3 separate regions of the Mus musculus genome follow, and all the other regions are linked to region 1. The links are chromatin contacts, called in public HiChIP or PLAC-seq maps. All regions are on one chromosome and are shown on one strand. The core of a region is the stretch at or near the end of the contact, and the rest is flanking DNA. Distances in the headings are between cores, read along the strand shown.

Region 1 (4,928 bases), core at 944-3,443:
GAATGAAATACAGAAGTACTTACTGCACAGGGACAGGAAGAAAGTAATTCACCTTCCTTTGTAAATGTTTCCCTCAGAAGTACAGTACAGCATTGACCAACGGAGTCATTTATCATGAGTGACATCAGAGCTGTCACCAGTTTTCACAAATGGTGAGTTGTAAACATCTCTGGGGACTGGTAGTGTTTGGTGCTGTGATGAATTTTGAAAGGCTTTGCCCCTTTGGATGATGAGAACTACTTCAGAAAAGGCTCTGAATTTCTCCCCTCCCAGAATGGATCATGTCATCTCTTCATCCCTTCCAAGCAGGACCTAGATCTCCGGACTAGGTAAATGCCCTGCTTAAAAGGACTACACCAGTGAAGCAGCAATAGACAGCACTTGTGAGCAAACAGAGCGATGCCTCAGTTCATTCACTAGGAACAGAGGAGAAGCAGGTAATGCTGGAGGAAAAACAACTCGTTGTCCCTCAGTCGGGGCTTGCTCTGAGAAGGTTCTCATCTTCAAGCCGCAGGTCTCAAGGAGTTGGGAGGGAATGGCAGATAGAGGGACTTGGCTTTGGTATAGAGTTTATCACGGCTAATGATGTTTCATGCATTAGCCATGGTCTCCCAGTTCTTCCCGTATACGCGAAGCCCTTGCAGGTACACGATAAGGCCTGGGAACAGGATTTAGCTTAAACAGGGCTCCTTTTGATACCGCAAAAACCAAACTCAAGATGATTACTGAAGTGTGTGAAAGATGTGATCAGAAATGATAGGCTCGGGGGATCGATGTTGGCTGTGGTCACTGAGCACCCATGATGCTGTGCATGACATACCTGAGGACCAGAAAGGTGAGCAGGACAGGCTGCATGATGTATGGAAGGAAGTTTGTGAAAGTAAATGGAGTTGTGTATTCAGAAATGTACTCCCCCCCCCCACCCAAGCAAATGGAGGATTTTAGACAGAAAAGTAATTATTTTTACATTTTTATTTCACACAAATCACCATAGTAGTGGCTTGGTTATCTGGAAACATTAGCAGATTTCAGGCTGGGAGAACTGGGAGTCACTGCTGTGACCTTTCGAGGGGGCGGTAAGAGGGTCTGTGGGGATGGATGAGAGGGATGTGAAGGCAGGAAGACCCTGAGTGGATGATCCCTCCCTTATGATGCTGGAGGAGGCCAAGATGAGTTGTGGGGTTTGGGCGTGAGAACATTTTGAAAATTTTAAACATATATATATATATATATATATATATATATATATATATATATATTAGAAAAGAAAACACATGATTTTATGCAACTTTTAGCACAAATGTAAGTAGGCAAAGGCCTCGAGAAAAGGCAACATATCTCTTTTCTCATTTGTCTGGCAAAGTAGCAAAAGGAAATCCCATTGCAAAGGCTACACAAACCCAGTGTCTGATAAGCATCCACCTCTTGCCCCCTTGTGCTTTATGTTCTACTCATAAGTGATGGGATAATAAGACCCCCAGATACAGTCTATTGACGACTAGGCCTTCGCATTTACAAACATTCATGGATTAATTTCCCTTTGGGCTACTCTTTAATTACATTCCAGATTCTATAACAGAAAGGGTAGAGGGAACAGGAATGAGAGAGTTTTCCTTCCTTATTTTGTATGGCTTATTTTCCCTGGAAGGACTACAGCTCAGCTTGTAAGCACAAGAGAAGGCCTGTGGCTCACTTTGTATGGCTTTTTACAGCCGCAATGGCAACTCAGCTGACAGGGATGGTGATACTGTGTGATCCAGGCTTTGAAAAGAAACCAATCTGGTCCCAAACGATGGGTAGTATGATCAATGGCGTGTGTTCCACAGGGGTCACAGCCACTTCACAATGTAGCCAGTACTCTAGGGAACAAACCAGTATAGCTATGGGCCCCTGTCAATGAGCCTAAGATGATGCGCATACTCTCCTCACTGTAGACCATACAAGGCCAGCCCCTTTTGGCCTTGTCAGTCAACAGGCTGCCTCCATCCCTCCTCACCAGCATCTCAAGGCAGGATATGAAGGGGTATCCCTGGAGGGAGTGGCTCTCAGACAGCCAGGTCCCAGGCAGATGACACCTCTGTGAGAAATGGCTTTCTAAATCTGGCACTGGGGTGTAAGAGAGTTGATGAGGTGAGTGATGAGCCCAGCCGCTCAGAGCTGTGATTTATAGGACTGGGCACTGCAGGGCTCTTAAGAAACTGAAATGCTAAACTCCATGATTCATATTTTCCAGTATGTAAAACATGCTTATAGTCCACTCACTGGGAGTCAGTGGCAAATAAATCGTCAGAAAGCCAGACTCTGGCACAGATCAGACAAAAGCTGCCTTCAGAGAGGTGGAGAGCAAAGGTGAAGTGTACGTGGGTCTGGAGACCTCTACCTCTCTCCATGCTAGTCCCGAGAGCCCAGTCTGCCAACTGAGCCCAGTCTGCCACATGACAGGCATCTTTGCCTTCAGTAATAGCTGTGAGTGTTCATGGCATCAGCACAATGGCCCTCCGAACTTTCAAAATGCTTATCTAGCTAGACCATCACTGTGGGGGGAAAGGGAATAATAAGTAGTACACTAATTAGTTACCACTATTATTCTATGTCCTGGCAATTAGTGCTGAGAAACTATGTTGGGAGGTTGTACCACAAAAGGCAGAGGAATGCCTTTCTTGGAGACACACAATGTTCATTTCACATCAGTGGTTCATTGTACCAGACCCGCTCAGCTTCTGGAAGGTTTTACTGAGTGGGTTGAGTGTGGATCAATTAGAGCTCACAGACCAAACTCAACCTGCTATTTGTACTTGTGTGACTCATGGTTTTCACACTTTAAATGGCTGTTAAAAAAAAAGTGTAGAATATTTTTGTCATGTGAAATTCAAATCTTATTAGAATTCAAATTCTAAATAAAATGTATTGGGGAATAATAAAGCTATGCCCCTTTGCTTATATATTATTATCTGTGGTTGATTTTGAACCATGATGGTCCAGTGGCCAACTTGAGGAGCCATGCCTGATCCTTTGACCCACAAAGTAGAAAATAGTATCTGGTCTTTTACAAGGAAAAGTTGTCCACTTCAGGCTTACCATTTCATCCCACAATCTGGCATAACTAACCCTACCTAAATGTTTGCTACACCCTATCATCTCCAGACACCACCAGGGACCATGTCAGTGTCTTCATATCTCATTATTAGTCAACTTCTCCTTTGACGATTAGTGATGTAACAGGAGTGAGTTCACAGTAAGTAAATATGGCTTCTGGCTGAGCAGCACCAGCTCGGGTGGAGGCTGGTGATACTGATGGCTAAGGGCAATGAGACAAACTTGCAGTGGAATCCCATCAGAATCAATCTAAACATAGTCTCAGGCTGTGAGGACCAAGGGACAAGGGTCCATGTGAGAAGATACCACCGCAAGGTCCATAAGCTTTCATCGAGGCTTGGCAGTGTTGGGCAAACTTAGGATCTCTAACAAACTACCTCACCAGTCAGTCAGAAATATATTCTTCTGGGCCTGGATGTCTATGAGAACTGAGGTAACAAACATTAGGAATAGAGTATAAGACAGAACCTTGGGTGCCTGTAGGGGTAGCCTGTTAACATTCTATCTATTTTCTGTTTCCTCTTTGCTTCCTGTAGTCGCCTCTCCTGGTATAGAAGGCTTGAAAGAAACACAAAGCACTCAAAATAGCATCAGGCACAAGAGCTCCCAACCAGAGGCACATTTGCAGTCTTAGTCCCTAAATGTCTTGCTGGGGACTCCCAGGAACTCATCTATGGCTTGTAGACCTCAAAAGCCTAGCAAACAAGTTACTAAGGTATGCAGCAGAGGTCTGAGTTCTCAGTGTATGGGAGATGATACAGTAAACCAGAACTAGCCACCCTAGAGAATATATGGAAAGAGTGGGCCACGGAGACTGGGGATGAGAAAGACCTAACCTAATCAACAGGAGTGGAGAAGGTTGTGGGAAACCTGCCACAACTCAGGGCTACATTTACTGAGCATGACATTTAAGAAAAGCAGTTGAAATTCAGTGACGCTGATATCTTTTTAACGCATCAGCAAAACTTGAGGCGAAGCGGTAATGCCTTCTTTCCTTCCTCAGTTGCCCTTTTAGCTAAAATGTTTAGTCTAGGAGGAATTAAGTTGCTAGAACAAGAGAGGGGAGGGGTGTGGGTGAGAGCAGGGGGAGAAACAGGCCACACTGGACAGCCCAGATCTCCGCAGCCTTCCTGGCAGCCGACTCATCCTGCTGTATGCAATAGAGCACGGGATGACGCTGTTGTAACTCAGCCCTCTACGCCCCTTAGACTTGATGTTCATAGCTGGGAGGCAGACAGATGGAGCTTGGAGCTCTCCTTTCAGACTAACCAAAGGTATTTCAAGTGTACTTACTGTTCAGGTTTGTCCAGCAGTTTCAAGTCTTCTTCTTTGGATGTCTCATAGTACTTTCTTATTTTAGTCAGTTCATCCTCCTGGGCTCGCTGCATCGACAGGAGAAACAACTTACACATACAGTCACAAAGTCAAGAGGGTCAGCCTGAAACCACAGGAATCCAGATGTGATCCCATCCCCTGCCATCCCCTGGACCTCACCTCAGGCGTAAGAAACTCTACAGGTTGGACCCAGAAAACCCCTCCAGGTCATTTGAATACATGTTCAAGCTTGGCATTTACCAGCTAAAGCAAATGGTCATAACAGCTATGTTTGAATCTCCTTTAGACAGCTGTGAGTTAAGCTGTCCAAATTTTCCTTTTCCCAGAACAGTAGTCCTAGTTTGCACTTCCCTGTCTCACACATGCTTCATACACTATAATATGTAGTCGCCACCTTTCCTTTTCCTGAATTTCATTACGTGTACATTGTTTACATCAGTTGTTTAGACGTTCAGTCACATTCTTCATGATTTACCCAACATTTCCAGTTGTGTAAA
Region 2 (4,928 bases), core at 1,459-3,958, 240 kb before region 1:
AAAAGGCAAGTAGATTTTAATAAGCCTATGTTTGGCCAAATTTGAATAAAGGAGCTGCAGTACCTCTACTTTGCCACGAGGTGGCAATAGCTGCCTCCCAATCAAAGGCTGACAGAACCGGGGCAGTAAACATGGAAGAGGAGTCTCACTTTGTTTCTGGAGAGTCTCTTTCTGCATTTAGAAGGAGGAGGGGATGTGGAAAGGAGGGACAAAGTGAGATAGGGAGGGAGGGAGGGAGGGAGGGAGGGAGGGAGGGAGGGAGGGAGGGAGGGAGGGAGGGAGGGAGGGAGAAGGAAGGAAGGGAGGGAGGGCTGTCTCTTAGCCCAGATAACTTTTCTAAAGTCTCTTTGTAGTTTTCCCCATTCTAGAGGAACCAATGATAACTTTGCCTGCGTCGGTGTCTCCAGTTTTTCCTATGCCCTCTGAGGCTGCCTTGAAATCACTCACACAACTGAAATTCTTGTAAAAAAAAAAAAAAAAGAAGACCTTGGAAAATGATTTTAAATATCCTGTGTGGATTAGCTGCCTGGATACAAATCTTAAAACGTTTTACATGCAGGTAGGCTAGGGAAGATGAAAATGATTGTGTCGTTAAGGCTCTCCAGCGTGTCTGGAAAGGCATGAGGATGGTTCTTTGGATATGCGGAACACAAGACAGATGTAGGGGGAGGGCATTTTGGAGTCCTCTCCTTGACAGGAGTGGCTGAGGCTATCGAGTGGATGAGCTGTCTAGGCAAACATTGCTGATGGGGACAGAGCACCTAAGACGAAGTTCTGAAGAACTTGACACAAAAGGGCTAGGCACCCCAAGCACTGGAAAATTGGGTGGAGTCAGGAGGATTATAAATTTGAGGGTGGCCAACTTTAGACAGTGAGTTCCAGGTTGGTTTGGGTCCATAATGCGGCCTTGTCTCACAATCACAAATTCCAAGTAGTAGACTCAGTAGCTGTAAAGAAGGTTATGGCACTTCAAAGAATAAGCAGAAATTGTCACTATCCATGACTATTGAACAATATAAAGTATTGGTTCATCCCCCAAATAAATAAGATTTTCTTATGGTATTGTCTTAGCTAGGATTACTGCTGCTGTAATGAAACATGACCAAAAGCAACTGGGGGAAGAAAGGGTTTAGTTAGCTTACACATCTACATTGTAGTCCATCCCTGAAGGAAGTCAGGAATTCAAACAGGGCCTGTACCTGGAGGCAGGAGCTGATGCAGAGACCATGGAAAGATGCTGCTTACTGGCTCACTCCTCATGGCCTACTCAGCCTGCTTTCTTAGAGAACCCAGGACCACCAGCCCAGGGGTAGCCCTGCAATGGGCTGGACCCTCCCTATCAATCACAAATGTTCTACAACCTCATCTTATGGAGGCCTTTGCTCAATTGAGTCTCCCTCCTGTCAGATAACTCCAGCATCTCTCAAGGTGACAGAAAACCAGCAAGCACAGAGGTCAAAGAGGGCCATAGAAAAGCAGCAAAATTAGCAAGGTGAAATTTCATGCCTAGCAGCTGCTAACTTAGAGAAGTCAGTTATTTGGAGCCCAGCTTGTCTTCATCCGCCCAGGTGACTCGGTCTACTGCTCGCAGCTCTTGACCGTCTAGATCAGGCCCCGGCTGAGGTGTTTGATGACAGCCTGCTTCACGCTTCAGGGCTAGCTGACTCTTGACATGGCCGAGAGGCCGGAGAATTCATGGAGGACAGTTGCACCCCCTCCACATTGGGGGTTCAGACTTCAGTATAATTTTTAAGGGGACATAAACACTGAGTGCTTATTCCAGCTAGTGTCCATCTGTGGGTACAGGGCCTGAGCTAGAGCTTCTTGTGAGCTCTGTAGCCTAACTCATTCTTCCGAACACCAAGTCCCAGCTGTGTGCAGCCTTCATGGAGAAGCAGCATTTAAACCATGCGCTCGGCCCATTTCTGTGACCGTAACCTGAATGGAACAAGTGGGGACAGTGAACTTTGCTGCCTCTAAATTCTGATGAGGTTTAAAAAACTCTTATTTTTTTTCTAACCCTTTTTCTCCCACCCCACTTTCCATATTGTTCACACGAGAGTTTGGCAGGTGTCTTAGTCAGGGTTTCTATTCCCGCATGAACCAAGAAGCAAGTTGGGGAGGAAAGGATTTATTCAGCTTGCACTTCCATACTGCTGTTCATCACCAAAGGAAGTCAGGACTGGAACTCAAGCAGGTCAGAAAGCAGGAGCTGTTGCAGAGGCCACGGAGGGATGTTACTTACTGGCTTGCTTCCCCTGGCTTGCTCAGCTTGCTTTCTTATAGAACCAAAGACAACCAGCCCAGAGATGGTCCCACCCACAAGGGGCCCTCCCTGTTTCATCACTAATTGAGAAAATGTCCCACAGCTGGATCTCATGGAGGCACTTCCCCAACTGAAGCTCCTTTCTCTGTGATAACTCCAGCCTGGGTCAAGTTGACACACAAAACCAGCCAGTACAGCAGGGAAAAAAATTAATCTAAGCATAGCATTCCTCCCTTCCCGTCTACTTGTAAGGCACGGCTTCGAAGCTGGCAGCTAAGACTCCTTGCACTTTCCTGAAGTGTGGGCTTAACCCAGGAGGCGTCTTGGTTCCTGGAGAACCTTGGCTCCTGGGGTTTTTTCCTGTCAGGCATTGTCTGTGCAAAGTCCATATCTGTGCAAAGCCCGTGGTGTTTAAACTAGAACTCTGTCTCATGTCACCTGATTCATACCATCTGGAAAAAAAACCCCCGGCAACAAGAAGCACCATGAGTCACCTGGAAAGCCGCAATGAAGGATTTTCCACAGAAAATTGACAAAGTGGATTACGTACACAAAGGGAAGGGAAGAGCAGTAACCCAGTTTTGTGTAACATTTATGGTTCGCAGAGCTGCTTTCCTGTAACTGTCTTATTTGATATAATCATCCTAACGACCGAATCTGTTTATGCTTTCCCGCAGTGGCTTGGGTTTTTTAAGTTTGTTGGCAAGCCAGCTATTTTAGGTCTGAGTACATCTATCCCTGCAGACTTGTATAATCCTGGGCTATTTAGTTGAGAAACGATTATGAGTCTAGGCATTATGGTAAACCACAGGTGATTTTGGTGGCTGGTATTTCAGGGACCTGAGGCTACAGGAAGCGAATGTTCTGACAAGTTTCCCTCTTGGAACAAATTGGTGCAAACATCTTGGTCACCGCAGTCCATAAAGAGTTAGTGAAGCAGGCTGGGTTTAGCAGACCACAGTTAGGCACGGCCTTTAAACCTGAGTGCACACATTGGCCACTGTGCAACGTGTGCCATGTGAGTTTTAGCAGAGGGAGAAGCGTGTGGGGTTTGGGGTGGGGGAGGTGAGAGGAGGATGGTATATATACAGCTAGCAGGGCGTACATTGAGATAGGCTATTCTAGTTCATTCTCAGAGAAGTTACAAGACTACCTGACAGTTTACTTTCCCAGTCTTAAAATGGCGATAAGCTGTCCGGTCCATCTCACAGTGTTGTTGTGACAGCCAAATTAAGGGGGATCAAGGTATTTTGAAAAAGGTAAAAAGTGTTCTAGAGACATGAACACTTTGTTTGCTTGCTTGTTTAGCGATGCCTGGAATCCAGCCCAGGTCATTGCCCTTGCTAGGCAAATGCTTCACCACCGTGCTCCATCTCCATCTCACAAAGCACCGCTGTGCTCTCGACTTCCTCTGTGCTCCCATAGTCATTTCCAGTTACAAACAGCTCAAAGTTGAAAGGTGATCCTATCTTCCCGTTCCCTGTGTCCTGCTGCGCTCGGGCCTGAGACACAGCGCTCCCAGCCGTTGCTTATGAATCCTAGGAGGAATCGGTTTCCCTGGCCTTGTATGTACCCCGTTGGCGGTGACGTAGGAGTTAGGATCACAGGGCTGCAGCGAGGAACAATGCTTCGTGAAGATGAGCGAGCCGCAACTTCCCCTCTCAGACTTGCCCTTCCCTTTTCTTGCTTTTATGACTTTATGACCACTTCAGCAAGAGTTCCAAAAGTGAAACATGTCACAAATGAACATCAGGTGCTGCTGAAAGACCAGTGTGCCGATGAACTAGATAGAAATCTGGCCTGCGTTGGACTGGAAGCAGACTGTCTACTTGCTGGCCTCTCTGGCCATTTACACCAACCAGCATCCCATCAGAGTGCCCATTAATGCATTTCCACTTGTATCCATTCAATAAGTAATTAAATTCTTACGTTGTTCCAGGAACTCTGTCCTTCATAGGTTTCAAAACCAGTATGCACTGCTCTTTCAGAATTTTGTAAACCAATTACAAATCGGGCATTATCGGAACCTCTTTGTGAAGGATCGGCTCCGGCCAGAGGAACATGGCCGTGCTGTGGAATATGAGGGTGGTGGCGGGTTCTGATTGCTGTGTTCCTTTATGCTAGCTGAGGCTCCTGTTGGTCTTTATTCAAGAGCCACTCACAGGAATAGGAAAAGCTAACACACAAGAAAGATATGGAGCTGCGGGCTGTGTTTTTGCTCAGCACCTCACTCCAGTAAAGTGGGCTGGCTAACTGAGGAAGGGCCAAAAGGAGGAACAGGCCCATCTAACATCTCCTATCCTGACCTGCAGCCCTAGGTTAAGGAGCCTGAAAGAGAAGTAGGGAAGGGACGTGAGACGCTTACTGCATGTCTGTAGTGTACTGGGCTAGAAGCTGAGAGTCCTATATATAGATTATTACAGAAATGGTTCTCTCAGGGCCAAGGCATTGAACTAGGGAAGCTGACACTGGAAGAATCATCACCATCACCATCACCATCACCATCATCACCATCACCATCACCATCATCACCATCACCATCACCATCCTCGTCATCCTTGAGCAGAGCTTCTGTGAGGATGTATATCATGGAGACTTGGGTTTGAGTAGCAGAAGGAAAGGAAAAAAAAACAATTTTTTAACCATTGTGTCAAATACAAAA
Region 3 (4,928 bases), core at 953-3,452, 170 kb after region 1:
CCATCATTAACCTCCTGCCATACACAATAAAACAGACTATAGGCAACAATTAGCTTTTGATGTCCAATGGCAAGCAGCAATCTAATCCCTGGGAAAGTAGAAGTGTGTGAGGTAAGCCACACAACTGTCCATGATTTCTGCCAAATGCTGATTTCTGGATTGCAAAGGAAAAATGAAATGAGCCCTGGTGACTTATCTGACATTTTAAGCATTCTAGCATGAATATAATTAGGAGCATTGGGGTTGGACAGAAAATATTCAAAGAGATACTAGCTTTAATGTTTCAAGTTTGAAGAAGGTTAGAAACCCATGGAATAAAATGTTTCAACTAACCACAAGCAAGACAAACGCAACAAACCAGCACTAAACAAATTTGCTGAAAACCACTGATAAAAGGACTACTATTGAATCAGGTAGGGGAAGCTGGACACTAGCACAAGCTTCCAATCAGAACTAAGAAGGGAGAAGATGGTGAGTGCTGGCAGTCAAAAGGAATGGGAAAGAATGACATAAGGCGACTCACTTTATTGCAAAGTTATAACAATCCTAAATTTGTACTACTGATACCTAATAAAAGGTACCGGTACGTGAAACAAAACTACCAGAAATGGATGGAGAAATATACAAATTCAAAATTATATGGAGAGACTTCCATATTACTCTCTTATTAATTGCCATAAAAGACTGACAGAAAATCAGTGAAGTCAGGAATGGTGGCTTGTGCCTGGAACTCCACCACTCAGGAAGCTGAAGCAGGAAGATTACCATGAGTTCAAGGTTAAGTAAGTTCAGGACAGCCTGGGCTACGTAGCGAGACCCTATCTCAAAAATAAGACTGCAAAATCAATGGATACAAAGACTTACCAGATTTTATCTAATAGTTATAAGATATCCCACCCAATAATTGGAAAATATGTACTCTTTCCAGACATATGTAGAATGTATAACCAACTATTTGAAAATTAAAGAACATACTTAACCTCAAGTGTTAAAATCACAAGAAAAAGTAGAGGAAATTGGGGTCACAATTAAAGTGGAATTCATAGGAAATATATAGACCTGCTCAATACTGAATGGTACTCCCTAATTCTCCTAAATGTTCTTTTGGCTAGGGGAATGTTGCACACGGTGAACACATCGTTAACCTAGAAAAGATCATATGCTTTCTGAACACTGCTATTGAATTCCCCTGCTTTGCTCCCAGGAACCTTTCAGTCTCTATGGTTAGGCATATGTTGGACACTGATCTTGAAGAAACAAAACCAGCTCCAGAGAAAGAGCTCTGAATGTATTAGCGGTTCCTAGGAAGACAGGCCTTCCAGCTTACTCTACAATGAAGTCCCAAGCCAGAATCTTTACAGACATTATCTGTCCAAGTTAGCTTGTGGTTCCAGTGGCTGCCAGTTAGCTGAGAACTTCTAACACCACAAGCAAGAGGCTAGAGAATAAAAGGAGAAACAGGCTGAGTAATTCCACACTTACTGCACCCACAAGATCTCTGAGGCTGCTGTTTTCCACAGTCATACCTCCTACTGATTGCTGCTTTTCTATTCTGCAGTTCTTGTCAGCTTTCTAACAATGGAAATTTGTTTCCCTTTCAAGCCTAGGAGTGTTCCTAAGGGCCACCCACTCATGTTAGTTCCTGGAAACCCATAAACCTGGACTTGTTTTCTTAACTAGGTCATTCAGTTCATACATAGCCTCTAAAAACTACCTTCAAGTTTGGACTTACTAACTCTACTCTTTAACTTTCCATCAGGAACTCTGACAAATATTGGCGCTGGCAATGATATCTATTTCCTGCCTTCTAACATGTTCATATTTACTAATGCACATAGGCCCTTGCTGTCTGCTACCCACGGTACTCATTTAGAATAATAGCGATACTGTGATTGGTCCATCCATTCTCCAGTGAGCTATCAAAGTGATCAACCCCTTCTCACCTTCTGTTCTGACAGAGAACGGGAAATTGACATAGCCCCAAATAAGGGAGGGATGTAGTTAAGTATACTACTTTCTTTCTCAGGTGAAGACGATTCAATTGGTACAAAAGAGAAGCACAATAAATAAATCAATAAAGGCACAAGACCAGAGACCTCCTCAGACATATTTGGCAGCAATATCACATCTGAATAACAGCTACAATTGGCATCCTTGTGTAACTGAGCTTACAAAAGGCTAGCTGTTCTCCCCAAGTTACCTAGAGTCCTGACTAACCCTAAAGGAATTCCAGTGGCGAAGTGCTAAGAATGAATCACCATCTCTGCACCATTCCAATCTTTGACGCTGGCACAAATCTCTTCGGGTCCTTTATGGCTTAGTGTATGTCTTCAAGAAACAAGGGAAATAATATGATGCTTTCTTTCCCAGAACACATAGGTATAAGGAGTTCACACTCATGGTCAAAGGAATGGTTCAGTAGGCATATTCTCAAATTCATTTTACTTGCTTTTAGGTATTTTTGTTGTTTCTGATTCTCTCCTTCAATGTATAATATGATCCAGAAAACCAAACCAAACCAACCAAACATGGACAACAAACCATTGAAGCAAAAGAGGAGTTTCATGTAGGAGGACATTGGAGAACTCAGGGTCTTGTCAACATGTTTTGTTCAGCTAAAGTACCACAGATTCTTTTCATTACACCTTGGATCCATTTGCTCAAACATGAAGCTAGTCCTAATCATGTTTAATTAATTAGCTTGCTTTTAGCATCACACCAATATTTGAGTCCCCTCAAGGGGACTGTTGCAATCATCAGTGTGATTTTGCTATGTCTTTAGGCCATTATTGCACCAGAAAACACAGCTCCGATTTAAATTGCATGTCAGCAGAAAAAAATCAATGTACTAAAAGAAAATTGATTCCATAAGCCAAAATCTTTATGAAGGCAACTGATCCATAAAGTGAGTTAAAACTATACTAAGAACAGAATTGAATTCTCTTTCTTGGCCAAAAAGGACTTATCAATGTATTCAAATTCATGATAAACATTCACTGGGAAAAATTACAGTAAATAGGAAAATAGGGATCTTACAGCCTGAGGTTGATGAGAAATCATAAATCAGTACAAGATTGTCAGCAATGCTTCAGTGTAACGAAAAGGGTTGGGCTGATGGGTGTTGTAGAGACAAATGTATCTATCAGGAGTCGGGCTTTTATTGTGGGCTCACATGTTACACAACCAAAGGAGAATTATATAGGCCAGTGGTGAGTCTGCTGATAAACACAAGTTCCAAATAATTAATGCTCTCTTCCCTTATTTGAAATGAAAATGTACAGATGAAGGGCAGGAATATACCCGATTCCTGGGGAAAGCCACGGGCTTGCTCACACCCAGGGATGGGGTGGGGTGGGTGAATGACTTTTCAAGGGACTCAGCTTTGCTCAAGCCACGGAGAAACCAACTGGCAAAGGAAATGAGAACACATTGCTAGGGCAACAGGCAACAAAAGTCTATTCCTGCAGCAATGCCTTCCAGCTAATTTAATCCTAAAATAGTTCTGTAATTTGCCACAGAATCTAGAACAGCATGCATTACTGAAAAGGATAAAACAGTAAAGGAACGATTGGATAATTTCATGTAAATTACTAAAGGTGTTACTTTGCTGAAGAGACTTGACACTATTTTCTTTGCAAAAAAAAAAAAAAAAAAGAAAGAAAGAAAATTGTTAGATCGTGTCTATTTTTAAAACAGTGTAAATTTGAGTCTTAATATTTGTACCCTTAAAAGAAAAATCAATGAGGAAGTTGGGGAGGTAGCTCAGTGTGTAAAAGGCCTGCCATATAAGTATGAGGACCCAAGTTCCAACCCCTAGTACCCACTTAAAGAGTTGGATGCAGCACAGTGTGCATCTGTGGCTGCAGTGCTGGACGGGTGGGGCAGATGCAGTCAGATCCCTGCAGCTCACTGTAGCCTGGCCTAATAGATGAACTCCAGTTTCAGTATCTATCTATTCTATCTCAAACAATAAGGTGGAAAGTGATCAAGCATGTAACCCATACATGCCGATATATCTTTTCCTACACGGCTATAGGAGATCATAAATGGAAGGGTTAGCAACAACTGCTGCATCCTCATATGGCTCTAGGAAGTTGACCTGATAAGAGGGCCATTGAGGGAATAAAGAAAGAATGGACAAATGGACACACTTATATAAACATGGGTTTCAGGTGGACTGAGGTCTCTGATGGAGAAATCACAGCACCCTAGGGTGGCTCTGCATTTCACCTTGCCACTGATATATGTGAAAGCCACTTGGGGAGAAAAAACACGGAACCACTAGGCTATGTTAGTTCCTCACCACCATCAGATCCTGGGACACGCCATTGACACACCGCTCAGGGGAGGCAGAACACAGGCTAAGATGAGGGGTCCCAACCCATGTCTTTCCAGGTGAGAAATGGTTCAGGCTGAGGCTGTGGTTCCCAATCTCCTGGACACCCAGACACCACTGGGAACAGGGAGGAGTTAAGAACAGGGCCCATGGGCCTGAGATGAGCCCTGGGATGGGAGAATCTGGCTCAGCTCACCGTAAGTGTCAGGACTTAGGCTGTGCAGCTCTGTAATGAAGGCTTCAACTGACAACGGTTCTTGATGAGAGAGACAGTCCTTGTTTGTCCCAACTGTTTATTCATGGTGCAAAAGAGATTAAATGTCTTTTGCAGGAGGGAAATGTCCAAGAAGGGAAGCTTATTGGTTAAACCCTCTGGGCAGCCCATCTAGATACCTCATTAGCATGGACAATTCTGGGCTCTATGCTACATGACCAGTTGGTATGATCCTCTTAGTGAGGTGCTACGTGCTCCAGGACAGGTATCTTGTCTACTGTTCTCAATTATGAGAATTGCTGGGTTTCCTTAATCTGTTGAACTTTACCAGTTTTTCTGCCTGGTGACACAGTTGAACTTGTCCCACACCTTAGAAAC

What was found. HiChIP or PLAC-seq counts read pairs in DNA pulled down with a chosen protein or histone mark.
Region 2: an H3K27ac HiChIP or PLAC-seq map of the NIH/3T3 cell line shows a contact between it and region 1, with 5 times the contacts expected there. The contact joins two enhancer-like sites. A contact is called at or near these places in 2 of 39 promoter capture datasets (hippocampal neurons and liver), 1 of 15 datasets of contacts at CTCF or cohesin (the NIH/3T3 cell line), 1 of 115 datasets of contacts at active chromatin or transcription factors (the NIH/3T3 cell line) and 2 of 9 other capture datasets (embryonic stem cells and macrophages).
Region 3: a CTCF HiChIP or PLAC-seq map of the NIH/3T3 cell line shows a contact between it and region 1, with 7 read pairs. The contact joins two enhancer-like sites. A contact is called at or near these places in 1 of 15 datasets of contacts at CTCF or cohesin (the NIH/3T3 cell line) and 1 of 9 other capture datasets (adipose tissue).

The regions. Positions count from the first base shown.
Region 1 is chr2:113,583,581-113,588,508 of GRCm38.p6, reverse strand. It overlaps Fmn1 (formin 1), which reads right to left. Exons shown (of 20, transcript NM_010230.2): 10 at 4,390-4,478. Among named protein-coding and RNA genes, the nearest start is that of 4930533B01Rik, 120 kb to the left of the region's middle. Within about 2 kb of position 2,193, at least 27 of the 459 cell types and tissues checked have an H3K27ac peak or open chromatin away from gene starts, as enhancers often do. A contact at or near this core is called in the NIH/3T3 cell line, where this site is marked.
Region 2 is chr2:113,819,266-113,824,193 of GRCm38.p6, reverse strand. All of the region lies in intron 2 of Scg5 (secretogranin V), which reads left to right. Among named protein-coding and RNA genes, the nearest start is that of Scg5, 7.4 kb to the left of the region's middle. Within about 2 kb of position 2,708, at least 42 of the 459 cell types and tissues checked have an H3K27ac peak or open chromatin away from gene starts, as enhancers often do. A contact at or near this core is called in the NIH/3T3 cell line, where this site is marked.
Region 3 is chr2:113,418,200-113,423,127 of GRCm38.p6, reverse strand. The region is part of intron 2 of Fmn1 (formin 1); the gene reads right to left. Among named protein-coding and RNA genes, the nearest start is that of Gm13963, 29 kb to the right of the region's middle. Within about 2 kb of position 2,202, at least 74 of the 459 cell types and tissues checked have an H3K27ac peak or open chromatin away from gene starts, as enhancers often do. A contact at or near this core is called in the NIH/3T3 cell line, where this site is marked.